2 separate regions of the Sus scrofa genome follow, and region 1 is linked to region 2. The links are chromatin contacts, called in public promoter capture Hi-C maps. All regions are on one chromosome and are shown on one strand. The core of a region is the stretch at or near the end of the contact, and the rest is flanking DNA. Distances in the headings are between cores, read along the strand shown.

Region 1 (3,757 bases), core at 351-2,850, 130 kb after region 2:
AGAGATAGACACACGTGGGACAGAAGATCGGCCTGGCAAGGAGCTTGAAGGAGACCAGAGGGAGGGCAGGCTGACCAACAGCCTGGGGAGGCGGGGGGCCGAGCCTGCAGAACTCACGCGCCTCGGTGCCTCGAGTCTGCCTTTAGACTAAGAGCGATGGGAAACCAGGCACTAGGGAAAAATCACAAAGGATCAAGCCTACCTAACCCCCTAAAATAGCAATTCCCAAACTTTCTGGACTCAGATTTACTGAGGCCGCCAAAAAGCTTCTGTTTCTGTGGACTGCATTCACTGACATTTGCTTCCTTCGAAAGTAAAAATGAGAAACATGAAAACATAAGAACACATTCCCTCACCCGTCTACACGACAAAGCGTTCACGTGTCACACAGCCTCGGGAAAACTCCTCGATGCTCAGAGGGGTGAAACATGCAAATAACCTTAGCATTAATGAAACCAGTCCTGACCCAGGAGTTTCCAGACTATACTGTGACAAGGATACAAAACCACGACTTTGACCGCCAGAAAGCAACCAACTAAGAAAAGAACACATCTTTTCAAACTTTAACTGGAAAGCTTCAGCTCTAACACGCAAAAGTCATCTGACCAAAAAATAAATAAATAAATAAAAAGTCTACACCAAATCGTACTGCCAGGAGCGACATTGCTGCGTTTGGTCTCATTTTGCCAAAGCAGCGTCTCAAAGTCCTAGGCAGGACTATGGCAACGTGCTCATAAGCAAGCATCACTAAAAAAAAAAAAAAAATACACAAAAGGATGGTTACACGTCTCAATAACGAAAACAACCTCAAATGCTGTCGCGGTTCATACTTTCATCATCTAAGGGGCTCCTTCATCAAAGTTTTCGAACAGTCATACAAGTCACTTTCAAGTGGGTTTTTTTTCCCATTATTAAAAAAAAAAAAAAAAAAAAAAGCCCTCCATCCACAAAATGGGGTTCCAACCAAAAAGTGATTTTACCTGAAATGTGTTTTCACTAAGTACCCTCTCGAACTCATCTACGCTTGGACAACGAAGGAAACACCCAAAGGCACTGCACCGGTATCTAAACCTCTTCGGTCCGGTTCCCACGTCTGCAAGGTGCTGATAACCCAGCACTAGTGGGCTCGTACCCCACGACTGAGGAGCTCCCAGAGCACGAGAGCAGCTCGCGGAGACCGCTCTCTCAGAACCCGTCCTCGGTCTGGCCCGGTTGCGGCACCGGCCTGGAAACCTCCCGGAACCGTCGGGACCACCCTCCCGGGGCCACAGCTGCCCCCCACCCAGGCCGGCGCCCCGCCTCCGGTGGGCCTGGCGCTTGGCGACGCCAGGGCGGCGGGCACGCCGAGGCCCGACCCCCGCCCGCCTCTCAGGGGACCAGACCCCCGACGGCCAGGAGCGGCCCCCGGAACCCCCACCGCCACAGCCGCCTCCCGCGCGGCGCCGCCTCCCTTACCTCCGGCGCCGGCTCCTCCGCCCGCTCCCAGGGCGGTCGCCATGGTGTGCACTGGGCCCGGCCTTCAGCCTCGCCCCACCAAGCCAGCCGGGGCCCGGGGACGCGCAGGGAGGACGGGGGGCGGCGGGCCGGGGCGGCGGGCCGGGCCGGGGGCGCGGGGGGCGGCGCGGCCGGCGGGTCGCGGGCCCCTCCGGCCTGCTCCTCCGCAGGAAGAAAACAACAAACTATCGCAACATGGCCGCCGGCTCGGCCCGCCGCCGAGGTGCACGCCGGGATGATGGCGGCCGGGAGGCACCGGCGCGGGGCCTCCCCTGCAGGCCGCGGCGGCTCCGAGCCGCCTCCGAGGGACGCAGGCCGAGGGCGGAAGGCAAACACACCAGCGGCCGCCTCGTTCCGCTCCAGAAACCCCAATGTTTGAAGGGGGCGGGGGCGGCGGCCCGCCGTAGTTCGGCCCCGGGCTCTGTCGTGAGTCGCTTTGCAGCAGTTGGCGCCGAGCTTTACGGCCGGCGGAGGTCCCGTTGGAAGAGTGAGGGAGGAGATCCCGCGCCCGGTAATGGGGCCGGAGCTTGCTTTCTGTGTCTGGACTGTGCGGCGCGCGGCGGGGGGCGGAGTAAACTGCGCTGCGGGCTGACAGCGGGGACGAGCACGCCGTGGGGGTGGTGCCGGGCATGCGCACTGGGGGGTCTGCGGCGGAGGCAGGTGCGCTGAGCGGGTGCGGCCGGAACGGCCGCCGTAGCGACATGTGCGCGAGAGGTAGCGTTTGAGCCGCAAGACTTGTCCACAGCGGGATGCTAACAAGTGACCTTAAGGGAAGGGTCCTGGGAGATAAGAGTTGTAGAAGGCTGAGGGATGCTTGGGATCAGGCATCCGAAGGCGACTTCTGACTTGTTGGCAGTTGGGGACGGGGAAGACCGGTGCGGATGTAATGAGGCCTTTAAGAACACGCAAGCTGCAAAGGTTGCTTCAGTAACAATGAATGTAGGGCTTATGGGGAAAGGAAAGGGTGGAAAGAGAAGGCTGAGCAAAGACCTTGGCTCGGAGGTGTCAAAGGACTTCTTAGGATTCCAGAATTGCAAGTGGCACAGGGGAGCGCTGCACTGTTAGTGGAAAAGAATAATTTCAGGTGGAAAAGCCTCTGAAACACCTTAACTGAAGGAAGTAAAAATTTTCAGGAATGGGGTAAATCTGAATTGTGTGCCACCGGAAAGGATGCAGTAAGAAGAAACAGCATCGCTTCTGTGATAAAATCCTGTCACAGATACCTCACTGAGTCTAATCTCGAAAAAGTAAGGACCAAAAAAATGGGGGACATACCACAAAACAGTTGGCCTTTAATCTTCGAGTGTCAAAATTATGAAAGCCAAACCAGAGGACGTGTTTCAGACTGAAGAAGAAAAGGCATGACCGGAGTTCCTGTCGTGGGACATCGAAAAGGAAACTGACTAGGAACCATGAGGTTTTGGGTTCGATCCCTGGCCGGATTAAGGATCTGGTGTTGCCATGAGCTGTGGTGTAGGTCGCAGATGCAGCTCGGATCTGGCGTTGCTGTGGCTCTGGCGTAGGCTAGCAGCTACAGCTCCAATTAGACCCCTAGCCTGGGAACCTCCCTATGCTGTGGGTGCAGCCCTAAAAAGACAAAAAAAAAAAAAAAAAAGACATGACCACTGAATCCAATACATGATTCTGAACTGGATCCTTTCACTGTAATGAATGTTATTGAAACAACTTGCAAAAATCCAGAGTCTGAAGATAAGATGGGAGTAATACAGCAAAATTAACTTCCTTATTTTGATGATTGTAAGTGGTATGTCTTTGTAGAGAGTGCAGACTAAACTGTTACCACTCTCATACCACTTTCCCATGCCAGGCCAATAAACGGAGAGACAAGTCGTTGTATTCACCAAGCCAGCAGACCAAGAAGATCACGTCACAAAGAACCGCCTTCTTTTATACTAAAAGAGGAACGGTTGTGGTTGCTTGTTGCAAACTTCTTGGTACCAGAATCCTTTGTTCTTGAAGCTGTCCCCTGGGTCTGGTCACAGTCTTCCTATAAATCTCCACCAAGACAAACGCTACTCTCTATTCTGCAGCTTTTTTTTCTGCTACATGGATGGAGAAGTGTTAGACCTTTAAAGATCAGATCCTTGAGAATGGGCTGTCCTGCATATTTCAAGTTATAGGCAACATTCTTTTAGTGATTAACGTACAGTAAACTCAATAGAGTACAAAGGTTAAAGTAAAAAAAAAAAAAAATCCAATGTGGAGTCAGATTGGTTCTTTCCTTTTACACAAGTACTTGGGG
Region 2 (3,661 bases), core at 319-2,818:
AAGGGAGAGCGTTTAAGGTCACAGAGTGACACCCAGGCCTCCCCTGGTCCCTCCACCCCCTGGGCTTACTCCAGAGCAGTAACTGTGTCTGAGCGAGGCAGGAGGGCACGTTCTGCAAAAGGGGGGCCTCAGATTGTCTTTTTCTGGTTTAAGTGAGACTTTTTTAGTTTGTTTCTTAAAAAAATGGGGAGTCCAGCTCTGCCGGCTCTGAGCACGGTGCCCCTCCCAGAAGCCCCCTCTGAGCAGAACACAGTGCCCGGGCCATGCCCCATCTGGGGCTGCAGCCCCCAGGCCCCGAGGACTGGCCTGCCGTGCCCCTGGGAAGCCAGCTCGGCCTGATGTAGAAGGAGCCTGAATTCCACTTTCAGCTCATCCCTGGCCTGCACTTTGCTCCGATCGATCGAATCATGGGGGTGGTGTGTGCACAGCCTTGCCCACTCGCCCGCTACCCCCGCCCCCAGGCACAGTGGGCCTCCGCCCACCACGCAGGCACCAGCTCCCAGCTCCCCTCTCTGAGCTGGGGTGCAGCACCGAGACCCACTGGGCCCGGCCAGCCAGACGAGCCCTCGGCCGCCCTCTGCACCAGCCCCTGGGCTCGCCCCCATTCCACGTCCAGAGAGTTAAAAATACTGCACCAATTGAGACACCATAAAGCGGCAGAATGTCCAAGTTTTCCTAAGGTGCTCAAGGCACCACCTTCCCAGGTCCCGCCAGTTGCGGCCACTGGGATTTTCAGGAGGAGGCACAGACTCTCTTTCTTTCAAATGCAGGGAAGCCCGGCCTGCAAGAGAAAGTCTCTGGGAAAACATTTAAATAAAACCTGGGCGGCTGGGCCCCTCGAACCTTAGAGAGAGACGATTTGTTTGAGGATGGGAGCTTGGGGGGCGGGGGCTGGCGGGGGTTCTAGATTGTCCTTTAAAAACTTAAGTTGATTTTAACTGAAGCACCTACCATTCTGGAGAAAGTGAAGGGGGAACGGGAGGCGCGCGCAGGCCGGGCTGGCTGACGTTATCCGAAGGAACACCCCCCCCTCCCTCTCACCTTTGTCTTAGCAAAGATGTGTTGGTTTTTTTTTTCTTTTAGCTAGAAGCCTTCAGGTGAAAATAAAGCAACAGCAGCCACAGGAAAAAAAAATTAGTCTTTTTTAGGGTTAAACATCAGAAGACAAGCTTGTCCTGCTTTGGCCAATCAGATACGTTCCTGGCAGCTATAATATAGTACTGAAGGCAGCCCCGCTCACAAGCTCTCAGGCTTGCTACCATTTAAAATCAGACTCTTTTTGTCTTTTGATTGCTGTCTTGCGCCCCAACTCCGATGTGTTCCGTTATCAGCGGCCAGCAGCCTGCCGTGCCAGCCCCCGTCTGGGTGGGGATCCGTGGCGAGTCCCCCGCAGCGGCGGCGGGCAAGGTTATATAGGAAGAGAAAGATCGAGGCAGAGAGCGAGGGCGCCCGCAGCCAGCCGGAGCGAGGCAGGGAGAGCCCACAGGCGCCCACACTCGCGCACCCGCCCGCTCGCGCACCCAGACCTGCTCGGGCCAGCCTTGAGGTCCCCGGGTTCCATGGACGAGATGCTGCTGCTGGCGAGATGCCTGCTGGTGATGCTCATCTCCTCCCTGCTCCTGTGCTCGGGGCTGGCGTGCGGACCCGGCAGGGGGTTCGGGAAGAGGCGGCACCCCAAAAAACTGACCCCTTTAGCCTACAAGCAGTTTATCCCCAACGTGGCGGAGAAGACCCTAGGGGCCAGCGGAAGATACGAAGGGAAGATTACACGAAACTCAGAGCGATTTAAGGAACTCACCCCCAATTACAACCCCGACATCATATTTAAGGATGAAGAAAACACTGGAGCCGACCGGCTGATGACTCAGGTAGAAACCCAGCGCGGGGCGTGGAATGTGCTGCTTTCCAGGGGTTACGTGTAGCCGTGCAGTTCGGTCTGTTTGCTCTGCAGGCAGGTAGAGAGGCGATTTTGCCCTCTCCTTCCCCACCCACCTGCCTGCCTCAACCATCCCTTCCTCTTCCTGGAGGGGAATGGAGGTGAAGGGTCCAGCTGGAGAAGTTTAGGGTGGGGGTGGGGGTGAGGGCGGTAGGAGATGTGGTCCACAGATGGCCCTGGTGTGATCTGTCCTGCCTGCCTGGTGGCCTTCCCATCCTGCCTCGGCTCTGGCTTGTAACTCGGGGAGACCGTCACGTTGGGGGCACCTGTCCTTTGCAAGTTGGGAGTGGACATGGAGGGACGGGGGTAAGAACCCCTCCAGGAACCTAAAGTGGTGTCTAGGTCATCGGGCTAGTGTCACCTCCCAGCTCCCACATTTCCCTTGGCCTCTGTGCTTTTCTCTCCCACCTCTTCTTCCCCCCCCCCCGCACCCCCCAAAGCCGCCCCAAAGACCCTCAAGTGAAAAAGCCAGGAGGCAGTTCTGACAAAAGGTGGGGGCTCCGGTGGTGGCTGGGCTGGTCCCTGACCGGCTCACTCAGCTCCACTGCGAATCCATCGCTGGCAGTGGTGCCCATCAGAGTGTGAACGTATCGATATTTCTTTAAGGATGCCCTCTCATTCTCCCGAGCCAGCGGTACAGGGGGGAGGGACTTAGAACTTGCTGGCATTGCATCACGCTAGTTTTCAACCTGCTTCCATAGGAATTAGGAGCGACTAGATATTAGCGGGAGGGGGGCTGGAAAGACGAACCAAAGCAAAACACGCATTTCTCTCTCCCTCCCCACCTCCGCTGGAGACTTCTGGCTGCCAATCTCCGCGCCAGTGGTAGACTTTCTGAAACTCCATGCACGTAGAACTGAAGCTAGAAATGGATTTCCTGGCAAATATAGGTCAACAGCCTTTTTATTGCCCTATTAAAATATTCGAGTCCTACCTTTAGGGCTAGGAGCGCACCGCCGCTGACGGCGCGGCGCTGGTGGGGCGCAAGTGCAAGGGAGGCTGGGAGGGAGAGTGGAGCCACCACCGGGCCGCTCCACTGCCCAGCCCGGTTCTCGGCCTTGCTGGGGAGCCGAGGAAGGAGAGGAGGGGCAGGCCCGGCAGCCGGCTCCAGGTGACGGACGGGGCGGGAGAGAGCGCGGAGGGAAGGGTCCCTACCCCTCGCTCTCGCATCTGCTGCCGACCACCTTAAATCTGGACCGCGAGGGTGGACGCGCGCGCCTGTGCCCGAGAGCAGCGCCAGCCGCAATTAACTCTGCGCAGGCCGCGGGGCGCCCGGTGCGCACGGCCGGCTGCCGCAGCTCTCCAGCTCGCGCGGGGCTCCGAGCCCCTGGTCACCTTCGCTCCCCGAGGGAGGGAAGGGGTCTTCCCAGGATCCCTCGGAACCGGGGAGAGGGCTGCGAGGCGAGAGGAAGCGGCGGGGGCGGGGACGCTGGCGGTCCGCGTGCCGCCAGAGGGCTCAGCGTCCGCCACCCTACGCGCCGGGCCCACGCGGGAGCCGGGTCCCGGCTCGTGCCCTGCCGGGGGGCCCCGGACCTCGTCGCCCCGCCGCCAAGTGCGAGCGCACGTAGCCGCGCACCCGGCAGACGCACCTCGGCTCCACTTACTCCCTCCCGGGCTATCGATCCCGCGGCTCGGGTTTCAGTGCGCGCGGGGCTGGGCTGCGGCTGTCCGCCGGCCCCTCCACGCGCCCGAGCGCGGGCTCTGCCAGGGCTCCCAGCGGCTCCG

The links. Promoter capture Hi-C pulls out the DNA fragments that hold promoters and counts their contacts.
Region 1: a promoter capture Hi-C map of liver shows a contact between it and region 2, with 3 times the contacts expected there. The contact joins the promoter of RBM33 here to the promoter of SHH in region 2. A contact is called at or near these places in 1 of 5 promoter capture datasets (liver) and 1 of 47 Hi-C or Micro-C datasets (liver).

What each region holds. Positions count from the first base shown.
Region 1 is chr18:2,674,604-2,678,360 of Sscrofa11.1, forward strand. RBM33 (RNA-binding protein 33) reads right to left here and starts at 1,601. Exons shown (of 20, transcript XM_021079037.1): 1 at 1,456-1,601. The coding sequence starts at 1,498.
Region 2 is chr18:2,544,634-2,548,294 of Sscrofa11.1, forward strand. It overlaps SHH (sonic hedgehog), which reads left to right and starts at 1,569. Exons shown (of 4, transcript NM_001244513.1): 1 at 1,569-1,868. The coding sequence starts at 1,569.